2 separate regions of the Mus musculus genome follow, and region 2 is linked to region 1. A link is a contact called in public HiChIP or PLAC-seq data. All regions are on one chromosome and are shown on one strand. Each heading gives the region's core, a stretch centred on a gene start, on an enhancer-like site or on the middle of the called end of the contact. The rest is flanking DNA. Distances are from core to core; before and after follow the strand shown.

Region 1 (6,299 bases), core at 2,451-4,950:
CGATTCCAAACTTATTTATACGTATTGTGGTAAGTGCTTTGCTGATGAGCTGTAAGCTTTCCTTTGATGGGTGTAGTGATTGAAATACACACAAGGAGAGCCAGCTATGATTGAATTTCTCATACATGTAAAAATCCCTTCTAAGTTATCAGAAAGATTTACCAATATTCAGTAGCTGGTTACATTTCTTGCCAAATACAGTCATTTGTGAATATACATAATTTTGCTCAACATTTAAAGAACAGGTTCATCTTTGGGACACTCCCTCCCAGTCATTTCAGACTTAGTGCTGAAGTTCCTAATTCTTTTTATTTTGTAAAACTCTGCTCTATGAAGAGCAGATGTGCAAGGACTGGCATGTGGTGCAGGTGCAGAGTTAGTGCTACCTTTCTTCTCACTGACGTGTGACACCCAGGACCACACCTCTTGGTGTCTGTCTCCCTCCTGCAGTGTTAGCTGCCAGCAGCCCAGTTCCTGACTCTTTTCTCAGAAATGAAGCTGGAGCCTGGGCGTATGGCTGTGGACCTTCTCCCAGCCCCATCTGTCTTTGTTTTTCTCTATTCTATTTTGTTCTTTCTGATTTCCTCCCACCTCTCTGGCTCCTTTTCCCTCATGATCTTCTCTCTCTCCTACTGATCATGACTCTGCTGAGGTCCAGATCTGGATGTTCATTCATTCCCCGTGTTCATTGGCTTGCTGACCATGCTGTGTTTGTCATGTCTTCACTGTTGTCTGTTTAAACACATACAGATACTTTTTCCTCTCAGAAGAATTTATATCTAATATATCTGTCTTGATAACATTTCTTACCCCAATTATTTAAATATTTTTCTTATCTTTCTTCAATTTATACTTCTAGATTTATGTGTATACGAGTTTTGACTGCATGTATGTGTGTACACCACACATGTGTACCTGGCCTGTAGAGGTCAGAAGAGGACCTTAGAGTTTCAGATGGTTATGAATCACCATGTGATGCTAGGAACCAAACCCTGGTCCTCTGCGGGAGCAGTGCTCTTAACTTTGCATACCCTCTATTTATTTATTTATTTATTTATTTATTTATTTATTTTACACATGTTATGGTTTTCTATGTTTTTTTTTTTGTTTTGAGACCAGTGTCTCATGTAGTTCTTTTTTTTTAAGATGTATTTATTTATTATATATAAGTACACTGTAGCTGTCTTCAGACACACCAGAAGAAGGCATTAGATTCCATTACAGATGGTTGTGAGCCACCATGTGGTTGCTGGGATTTGAACTCAGGACCTCTGGAAGAGCCGTCAGTGCTCTTACCCGCTGAGCCACCTCTCCAGCCCTCTCATGTAGTTCTGACTGTCTCATTCTGTATCTGAGAATGACTTTGAACTTCTGATCCTCCACTTGTCTCTACTTTCTTTTACATCTAATATTCTTTAAAAGCATGTATTTTGCAATGTGGCACGATGCTTAAGTAGAATCACAATGATTTTAGTATATATTTTGTTTCTGTTTTCTATATGACGACCATTGTGATATCTTTCTAAAAGAAAATCCTTCAGATGAATCTCTAATTATTTCATTGGATAAATTTTTAGAAATGAGCTTTTGAATTTTTTATTTTTATTGGGGTGGGGGGATTGTATATACATGCCTGTGGGTACTCACAAAGTCTAGAAGATGGTCTAGAAGATTCCTCGGAGTTGTAGTTCCAGGCAGTGGTGAGCTGCCCAACATGGGTGCTGGGAACTGAACCTAAATTCTCTGCAAGATCAGCAAGTGCTCCTTACCCCTGAGCCCTCTCTTAAACCCCCATTTTTTTAAACTGAATATAAAAATGTTTAAGTTATTTAAAACATTGTTTCTTTTTTGCCACATGGCGATCAAACCCAGAGCTTTACAAATGATTGACAAGTGCTCTACCCCTGGCTAAGTCACATTATTTTAAAGAGTCTAGTCCAGATCAGTTAGGACTATGTACAATAATTTAGAATACCTAAGACTGTGGTGTATTTTGACCTTTGAGTAATTGATTAGTTTAATGTGAACCAAGCTGAAACAATGTGCCCTGTAGGAGATGATTGATGTCATTTTCTTTCTCATCCTCCTCTCTCAGGAATAGTTCTGGTAGCTATAAATCCCTATGAGCAGCTGCCTATTTATGGAGAAGATATTATTAATGCCTACAGTGGCCAGAACATGGGTGACATGGATCCTCACATCTTCGCAGTAGCTGAAGAGGCTTACAAGCAAATGGCAAGGTTGGTAGGAACGTGTATTGTCATTGCATGGCTCTTGTTAGATAAGATAGTTTTATTCTTTGCTGTGTCATGGATAATTTAAAGAGAAAAGAACTTGTAAATAGTTACAAGTATCTTTGACCAATTTATATCAAAGTGTCTGAACTATTCAATTAAATATTAAAATCTCACATTTATAAACCGATTATATAGTTTGTTTAAAAATTGCCTTTGGAATCTCATCATGTTCTTGTGACTAAGCAAGGACAGATATTGTGTTTTATAGGTGAGAGAGTTAAAGTTTAGTTGTATAGCATTAAATAACTTCCCTAGTGTCACTCAGCACAGTAACAGACAAACTAAAAGGACTAGTAATCTGTATGATAGCAATGAAAAATATAAAACAGAACATCAGTTATTTGTGTATACCTCTGCAGAGTGTGTCTCATATCACCCACAGAGCTTTAACAGTTTGAGGGCAAAGAATGGAAAATAGAGCACTTTCAAGATAAAATTATGCCCTGAATAATAAATGATATCATATAATGTGAAAGGGTGAGTGCACTGGAAAAAAAACAAAACAAAACTAGTTTCTTAGGCTTACAGGGAGGAAATTGGCATAATATGATGTGGGAAATCCTGAAAACAGTCTATAAAATAGAAAATATAAAATAGATGCTGTAGAGGCTTTTATTTTCTCTTTTGCAACCAGTACACATTTTTGGACCAAAGTGTGATAGAATTTTATAATTATTTCAACTAAAGTACCCATAGAAGTCATTATACCCTTTTAATAATAATAGTACTTATAATAAGTACCAGAGTTAACCATGTGCTATCTCCTCACAAGTTGTTGATTAGCTATTTTTGATTTATTAACAAAATTTATCTTCATAACTTTTTGAATTTGTGTTGTTATAAACTGTATTGCAGTTGGTAAAACTGAGGCTTAGGGAAGTTCTATAATTTTTCTAAGGTCTTATCAATAGGAAGATCATTGTTCAAATTCAGTTAGTCAAATATTAGCATATTAAGTATAAAATATTAGCATATTAAGTATAAAATGGCAGTGAATTAGCAGTATATGTTATAGTATGCTCAGTACTACTATAAAACAGTAATGAATATCCAAAGTTTAAAGCTTAATGTTTAGAAAATTCCATCTGTGAATACATTTTCCTTCAGCTGAACAGAATCTACCAGTACTTGATTTTTCTAGTTTCAGAGCATTGCAGTGCAATGCTGGCACCACTCAGGACGGCCTGAGTCACACTAGTCAGTGAGGGAATCCCACGGACTGCTAGACTCTGAATTTGATCTCTGAAAAGTTTTATACTTAAAGAACTTTACAATCCTCAGAAAATACTTCCTTTGGCTCAAAGGGTCAGAGCAAGAGCCTCGTGCATGTAACACAGTCTCAGCCTCAGTGCTGATCTCAAGTCTGAAAGCGTGGTTTTCATCATTGCCGTGGCAACACTCAAATGTCAGGAGATTCAACTGCTTTCCTGGCACTCTCTTTATCCCACATGATATCCCCGTGAGTCAGCCAGTGTCATTTCTTAACTCAAGGTTGTTTGGTTTGGTGTTCCCCCTTTGCCTAGTTTTCTTTTGTAGAAAGCTTGAAATATGTTTCAGTTAGTTAGAATGTTTATCACATATTAATAAGTCTGTACCCATAAAATCTGCTACAGCCACCAGAGTGTGTCTGCTTTGGTTTAGTCGGGAGTCTGCTGCAGAATCACTCCTCCCTCCCTCCCTCCCTCCCTCCCTCCCTCCCTCCCTCCCTCCCTCCCTCCCTCCCTCCCTCTCTCTCTCTCTTTCTTTCTTTCTTTCTTTCTTTCTTTCTTTCTTTCTTTCTTTCTTTTATTTTACCAAATAAACATGCCAGCTTTCCTGGGTGTGAGTCTTGGTGTTTCACATCACCGCTGTTCCTACAGACCCCTCATATCTTTAGAGGAGATATAACTTATCATTATTGACAGAAATTTCTTAATCACAATCCAAACACCAGGCACTGTCCTGGATATGATACAGCAGCAAACCAGACACAAGTTCCACTCAACAAACAAAGCCTGATAAACAATAAAAGTAGCCGGGCAGTGGTGGCACACACCTTTAATCCCAGCACTTGGGAGGCAGAGGCAGGCGGATTTCAGAGTTCGAGGCCAGCCTGGTCTACAAAGTGAGTTCCAAGACAGCCAGGGCTATACAGAGAAACCCTGTCTCAAAAACAAACAAACAAACAAACAAACAAACAAAGAATAAAAGTAAATGAAGCTTATGCTTATCACCTATCAATAGGATCATTGATTAAACTGGTAGTGTTATTGTAGCAATATTAGCTTTCCTGATTTTGACCATTATAAATAGATAAGAACAAAGCTTAACAAATGTTGTGAAGGCTGTGAAAGTACACATGTTTACAACCTATACTCAAAATGTTGCAGAAAATATTAGAATGGGAGAAATAGAGAAACAGAGCAAATGGGCAGCTCCTGGGTGTGAGCGATGCGTAAGCAGGAGTTCATTTTACAGTGTGTGTAGCTTCTACAAGGTTGAAATCCTATTACAGTAACTTTATGGCAACAAAACAGAGCAAGCAAGCAAGCAAGCATAGAACTCTGGAGATGAAACAGGTAGGAGGCTATTCAATGATTTGAATGAGGAACAGAGACTTAGTTGAAAGTATTAGAGAAGATGTTGAGTAGGGAATAGATTTAAGATGGGACTGGGAACGTGATGCAGGGTAAGAAAGAAGCGAGAGTTAGGATGACCACAAGGATTTGTTCTGAGAGATAGAAGGTTGGCAGTTTCCTTTCTAGAGATGAGGTTTCCTTTGTTCTATAGGAAGAGCAGGTTGTGTGGATGTGGTGGGGGTTAAAGTGATGGGCTTACATCTTGGTTTATTGACTTATTTATGTTTATGAGTATTTTATCTGCATGTATGAATGTGCACCAAGTTGGTGTAGTGCCTGAAGAAGCCAGAAAGGAGCCTAGTGGCAAGTAGCTTTAGCTGTTAGGCCATTATGATAGCCCAGTTTTAGTTAGAAATGTCTATGCCCCATCTCCATTCTAAACATGCTCCTTAGAGGACAGTGCTCTCGTGGAATACTGCACCCTCTTACATTTAATGAGCCTGTTGACTTCTAGAGGAGAAAGGGCAAATGGAGTTTGAGGTCTGTCTTTCTGCTTGTATTCCTTCTCTCACATTCTTACTTGTCCTTTTTCACACTAAACCTGACTGATTTTTTTCACTCTGTCTGTGTGTGTACATGTGTGTGCATGTATGTGCATGTGTGTTTGTGAGTGTGTGTGCACACAGAGGAAAACATGTGGGAGTCAATTCTTTCTCCATCATCTGAGTCTTAAGTATGGACTTAGTTCCAAGCCAAGTGACTGCCTGCTGAGCCGTCTCACTGGCTCCCTGATTGTTTTCCTTCACCAAAGTCACAGAATTATTTTCATTAAACCACCAAGATTTAGTTTTGTTTCCTTATAGTCATTTGTTGTAATATTATCTTAATTTTATGTATTTCCTGTCCTGTGTGAGTCACAGGGCAATGTTCCTAAGTTTTACTTACAGCTTTGATTTTTTTTTTTTATTTAAAAAGTTAGTACTGTGTAGTTAACCTTGGTTTAGTTTAAAAAAAAATACTGTGTGTTCTAATTGCGTCTCCCCCAATTAACCATAGAACTTAAAACTTAGGATCTCCATGGATTTCACTTTTATCAACTGTAAGATGGACCAGTTTCACAAGTGGCCTAACTTGACCTTACAATGTTCTGTGAAATGTATTTGTTGTCTTTATGTTTGATTAGATCAATGAATGGGCCTTTTTCTTCCTAGTGAAGGACAGAGCATGCATGCTAAGAAGTGACATAGCAAAGCAAGAGGAGCCTACCATAGACCTCCCCGTACCCCTCGAGTTAGGGGTGTATGCTATAACAACTCACTGTCTTGGCATACTAGTCACCAACCTTAAGCAAACTAACTTTGGTTGTTTTCTGCAAAGAGGAAAAGAGTGTCTGTCCCTATTATTCCAGTTATTAAATTATATTGGCTAATAAGTACAGAAACAC
Region 2 (6,299 bases), core at 2,715-5,214, 310 kb after region 1:
AAAGTCAGGACTGGCTGGGGCAATCAAGAAGGAAGGAAGAACCCTGAGGGGCCTGGGATTTTGGGGTGGGGTGGGGTAGGGGGTGGGGTGGGGTGGGGTGGGGTGGGATGGGGTGGGGTAGGGCCTTGAGTGAACAAGCAGACCTTGGTGGGAGACTCCAGAACAAAGAAAGAAGACTTCAGTATTCATCGTCTTTCCTGACCATCCCCTCTCCCCTCCATTTCAGTTCTTTCTGCATTGTACAAGTAGCCTAGATTCTTTTTGTCCAGTGCGATGGATCCAAGCTAGGGCCTCATGAATGCAGGCCAATTTTCAACCTCTGAGCTACACTGCTGGCTTCTTTTTCTTTGAGGCACAGTCTTGCTATGTCACCCAGGCTGTCCTCAAACCTGGAATTCTCCTGCCCTCCCCTCACCTCATGGATGGCTGGAGTCATAGGTGTGTACCGCCACGGCCCACAGGATGTCTCCTGAAACATTTCAGAAACAGAACAATTGCAACATAAGACGTCTCTGTAATCTCATATCCCAGAGGAAAGCTTTTCTGACAATTCAAAGTATATTCTTCAGGTCATCCTGCCCCCTCCACCACCACACACACCCATCCACCACACACACACAATAATATGTTCAGGTAATTGTTACAGGAACGAAAGCACGGTGCACACATATTCTTTCTCTGCTTGCTGTGAACAGAGAAGAAAGGGCATTTGAAGATAATTCATCTTTTGGCAGCACACACATACACACACACACACAGACTTCCCTAATCACATTCTGATCACATGTTTTAGAAAAATCACCCTTTCTAACCACATAATGGCCTGTGCTGAGAGAAGAGAATGGGGGTGGGGGTTGGGCGGGGAAGGGGGAGAAGAAGAGGGAGAAATTTGTTTTTTTTTTTTTTGTTTGTTTTGGGGTTTTGTTTTTGTTTTGTTTTAAACAATAATCAGAATAAACCTAGGGAAGACAAGGAGAAATAGCTGAGGCGTGAGAAGGGCGTTTACTGCGCTTGCAGAAGACCTGAATTCAGTTTTCAGAACCAACATCAGGCAACTTACAACCGCCTGTAACTCAGGCTCCATTGGATTGGCTGCCCTCTTCTGCATTCTGTGGGCACTGTACTCACATACTCAGGCACATACCTATACATACACATATGCACATGACTAAAAAAAAATAAAAGCTAGCTTCAGGGTCTGAGGGCATAGTTCAGTTACCATGTGACACGTGTATGGCACTGGGTTCAATCCACAACATGACAAAATTAACTAAAAACACCATGCGGTGGCTCATATCTGTTACCCCAGCACTCAGTGGATGAAGCTCTTCCAGAGGTCCTGAGTTCAATTCCCAGCAACCACAAGGTAGCTCACAACCATCTGTAATGGGATCCAATCCCCTCTTCTGGTCTGAAGACTTGCTTCTGTCTAGAAAAATAACTTGTAATGATTAACATAGTTGGGCTGGTGAGATGGCTCAGCAGATAAGAGCACTTGACTGCTCTTTTGAAGGTCCTGAGTTCAAATCTCAGCAACCACATGGTGGCTCACAAACACCTGTAATGAGATCTGACGCCCTCTTCTGGTGTATCTGAAGTAGCTACCGTGGACTTATTTATAATAATAAGTAAATCTTTGGGCCAGAGGGAGCAGGGACTGAGCGAGCAGAGTTGACCAGAGCAAGCAGGGTTGACTGGAGTGAGCAGAGGTCCTAAATACAATTCCCAACAACCACATGAAGGCTCACAACCATCTGTACAGCTACAGTGTACTCACATACATAAAATAAATAAATCTTTTTTTTTTAAAAAAAGAATAACATAGTTTCTAAAAGTCTTATGGGTTTGGCGGCATCATCTGTATTCTATTTTCCTTTGCTTAGTTTTTCTTGCCATTTTAAGTCTAAGATTATAATCTATTCCTCCACTAAGTAGTAGATAATGGTGTGTGCAGATGCAGCCTGTTCGGGAGAGAACCTTCCTTTGCTTGAGGCCCTGGTTTGATTCTCAGTATTCACACAATGCAGCAGCAAGACAAACTCCTATGTTCCCACATTTGAAAGCTGAGAATTTACCCACACATCAGTGTGAGTCATGATTAACTAAAATGTCACACCCGCTCAAGGTAAGGGACATCCCCAACTGTCATTTCCTGGTAAGTAAGGGAATAAATTACAGTCGAGGAAACAAAACCTTCAGTGGACTCTTTAGGGGAAGTGTCCCATTTTACATTTTCCTAAAACGGTAGCAGCTGTTCTTTAAAACTGAATCAACAGCCAGGTGTAGTGGTACTTGCCTGTAACCCCAGTTTTTTGGAGGTTGAGGCTGGAGGATCGTGAGACCCAGGTTAGCCAGGGCTCCCTAATGAGAGGGCTCTCTTAAAACAAAACAAAACCCACCAGGAAACCAACAATAAAACCAATAACTATCACCCTCTTGTGGCCTTTTGCCACATTACTGGTAAAGCCTTCAATGCTTTTGTAATTGAGGCCTGAAGCCAGTCTCCTCCCAGTGACGCCCATGAGAGAGGAAATATACAGGGCCAGCGGAGCAGGCACAGGAGTTCCCACCCTCTGCTGAGATGGCATTCTGTGTTTACGCAGGATTCTAAAATAACCAGTTAAATAAGGAAATACACCAGACAGATTTAATCTGGGCAGTGCCACTATAAGGAGACTGTTTCAGTTTTGTCTTTGGGCCAAGTCTATTTTATTATATTATATTATATTATCTATCTATCTATCTATCTATCTATTTTTGAGACAGGGTTTCTATGTGTAGCCCTGGCTGTCCTGGAGCTCTGTAGACCAGGCCAGCCCTTTTAACTCAGAGATCTGCCTGCCTCACCTCCTGAGTGAGAGAACTGTCTCAGGAGCTGGATAGGAGTATGCCTGGGCTACATGAAACTGCCTTTAAAAACAATCATGCTCGCCGGGTCGTTGTGGTGCACCACACCTTTAATCTCAGCACTCAGAGACATGATTTGTAATGCGGTTGCATGATGGGTGTGTGTGTGTGTCGGGGGTGCCTTAGCGGGTCCATGCTGGGCCATCTCCCCTGAGGTATCAGCCATATGACAGGTCTAGTATAAAATGAAGTTTATTTGGGACAAGGGAAGGGGGTGCGGGGAAGGGAGTAGAGGCAGAGAAAGAAAGGGGACAGAGAAGGACAAAAAGAGAGAGGAAAGAAAGAAGGGAAGAGGCTGGCCAGGAACACATGAGCGGAGAGGAGGGGAAGAGGGAGAGGAGAGAAGAGGAGAGGGAGAGAGGGAGAGGCCAAACAGTCCTTTTATAGAAAGCCAAGCTCCTACCTGGCTGTTGCTAGGTAACTGTTGGGCGGAGCCTAGAGGAAAAGCTAAGGGTCAGGAGGGATCTCTGAGTTTAAGGCCAGCCTGGTCTACAGAGCGAGTACCAAGACAACTAAGGCTACACACAGAAACCCTGTCTCCCTTCAACCTTCCCCAAAGCACATACGTTGCAAGGGAGTAGATTTTCCTGACTTTGACTTTCTCCCTCATGTTTTAGAAGTTGGGAAGTGTTCTCCCACTTTTGTCTCCATTTTGGGAGCCGGAGTGAGACAGGGTTTCTCTGTGTAGCCCTGGGCTGTCCTGGAGCTTGTTCTGTAAACCAGGCTAGCTTCGAACTCAGAGATCTGCCTCCTGAGTGCTGAGATTAAAGGCGTGCTCCACCAGTGTTCAAGACCAGCCTAGTCTACAGAGCCCACAGTCAGAGGGGTAAACACACACACACTTAACCACTGAGCCATCATCCCTCTAGTCCTCTCCCTGTCCTCCTTAACACCACGATTTCATTAGGCACTTTAAAGATGTCCTTTCCTCTCCTTTCCCCTATCTATTGTCCTCTGGTCTCTCCATCCGGGTACTGGGTATTCTTACAGCTGTCACTCTCCTCCCGTCGGGTCCCGCCTCCTCCGCGGGTTTCTGTCTTCTAAGTCCCCTCCCCTTGCTACTGAAGCAGCTGACCTCATCCTGCCTGCTGGCCGAGAGGTCTTTCCAGGACACAGTTCCCTGGTAACCCTCAACAGGCAGGAAGTAACTAAAGCCAGCCTCTTCCCAAGCCCCTTTGCGTCGGAGGGAAAGGCTCCTAACCAACAAAAGAGCCACCTTAATTTCTCTCCTAAGAAACGCTTTCTGATTTAATAACGTTCTTCTGTTTGATGTGGTTTGTTTTTCCTCTTTTTCTCCACATAAATACACATTTTCATAGGAAGTGTACCCAGACACTTTCCACATTCATCTTTTCTTGTCTAAACTCTCATTTACATCGGAAATTTACCAGGGCTTTGAAGTAGACAATAGAACCTCCTAAAAACCCAGTTGATACATGGCAGTGGGGGAAAAAAAATGAGGGTTAAGGACAGAATAGTTGTCATTATTTTGAGAAAAAAAGCTTAAACTTAATTTCGGGAAGTGTCTGTTTCTAAATACCCAGAAAACTCTTCTATATGGAAACTAGCTTCATATCCAAATACGTTTTATGGTACCAAGTGTGTACACACACACACACACACACACACACACACACACACACACACACACACACACACGAGGCCTGGGGCGGGGAGAGGCAACTAATGTGACTTTCAGTTTATACTACATTATGCATTTCTGCTACAATTATAAAAACAATTGTCAGAATCCCCCTTGCCAAAAGTCAGTTTACTTTCTATTGTAACATTGACTCGAAGTGATTTGGGAAGGAAAGAGCCTATTTCACCTTCCAGTTTACATTCTATCTTGAAAAATCAGGGCAGAAACTCAAGGCAAGGACTGAAGGGGAACCACGGAGGAGTGCTGCTCCCGGGCTTGGCATATGACAGAACTACCTGCCCAGGTAGTATTACTTACTTACATTATTAAATCAGAAAGCGTTTCTTAGGAGAGAAATTAAGGTGGCTCTTTTGTTGGTTAGAAAAGGGGCTTGGGAAGGGGCTGGCTTTAGTTACTTCCTGCCTGTTGAGGGTTACCAGGGAGCTGTGTCCTGGAAAGACCTCGACCAGCAGACAGGATGAGGTCAGCTGCTGTAGTAGCAAGGGGAGGGGACTTAGAAGTAATACCACCTGCACAGGTGGTATTACTTACCACCCAAAATGCACTGGGCCCTCCCACATCAACCATTAATCGAGAAAATGCCCCCACAGCTTACCTACAGGCCAGTCTGATAGATGCATAGTTTTACTTGAGAGTGTGTCTTTCCAGATGACTCTAGCTTATGTCAAGTTGACAAACAAAACCCTAACCAGCTTGCCACATTAATAGGAAAAACACAACACAGTCTGTCCTACGAGATAAAAATAAAAATGCCCTTGCTTATTCTAATATATTCCCATTGTAGGAAAGTGTAGAAAACAGAACAAAAGAAAATCTCTGCACTCAGAACTAATTATGCACCACTGGCATTTGGTAACTTTTTAGTATTTCTAAATTTGACTTTAATTTTAGAAGATACTTTATACAAAACCCAGAAGGTATTTTTAAAAAGGCAGTAGTGGAGCAGGAGGGATGGCTTAGCAGTTATGAGCTAGTACTATATTGAAGATTTGAGGTTGGGTTCTAGCATCCATTTTAAGTGGTTCACAACTCCAGTTCCAGGGGATATGATGCCCTCTTCTGGCTTCTGCTGGTGGTACATGTAGAGATAAGCAGGGTGTGTGTGTGTGTGTGTGTGTGTGTGTGTGTGTGTGTGTGTGTGTGTACATAAAAATAATGAATCTTTTAAAAAAGTGAATGAATGATGGCATTTCTCCCCTGCCTATCCTACGGTTCCTCAGGTTTCTTTCTCAGGAAGGCAACCACCATTTCCTGCTTTTACTGATGGGCTGGGTGTCCTGGAGACAATGGGCCAATTTTGTGCTATATGGTGTTAGCATTCTGTCTAAACTCCACCCCACGGTTACCTGGCAACAGCCAGGTAGGCCTGACTCGCTATAAAAGGAGCTGCTTGTCCCCTCCTCCCTCTCTTGTTCTCTTGCTCTCTCTTGCTCTTCTCTTGCTCCTGTTTTGTCCCTTCCCCCTCCCTTCCCCGTTCCCTTCCCCCCTCCACGTGCTCATGGCTAGCCTCTACTCTATTTCTCCTCTCTCTCTCTCTCTCTGTCTCTACTACACTCTTAACTCTCCTCCCCATGCCCTGAATAAACTCTATGCTATACTATATCCTCATGTGGCTGGTCCCTCAGGGAGAAGGGATGCCTTGGCATGGGCCCGCTGAGACATCCCCTTCCCCCATACCTGACTACTTACTACCTGCCCCCCCCCCCATAGAACATATTTCTTCTCTCTT

Evidence for each region. HiChIP or PLAC-seq counts read pairs in DNA pulled down with a chosen protein or histone mark.
Region 2: a CTCF HiChIP or PLAC-seq map of the NIH/3T3 cell line shows a contact between it and region 1, with 6 read pairs. The contact joins two enhancer-like sites.

The regions. Positions count from the first base shown.
Region 1 is chr9:75,120,816-75,127,114 of GRCm38.p6, forward strand. Myo5a (myosin VA) reads left to right here. Exons shown (of 41, transcript NM_010864.2): 3 at 1-29; 4 at 2,096-2,240. Among named protein-coding and RNA genes, the nearest start is that of Myo5a, 53 kb to the left of the region's middle. Within about 2 kb of position 3,701, at least 73 of the 459 cell types and tissues checked have an H3K27ac peak or open chromatin away from gene starts, as enhancers often do. A contact at or near this core is called in the NIH/3T3 cell line, where this site is marked.
Region 2 is chr9:75,432,152-75,438,450 of GRCm38.p6, forward strand. No RefSeq gene overlaps it. Among named protein-coding and RNA genes, the nearest start is that of Leo1, 6.2 kb to the right of the region's middle. Within about 2 kb of position 3,965, at least 307 of the 459 cell types and tissues checked have an H3K27ac peak or open chromatin away from gene starts, as enhancers often do. A contact at or near this core is called in the NIH/3T3 cell line, where this site is marked.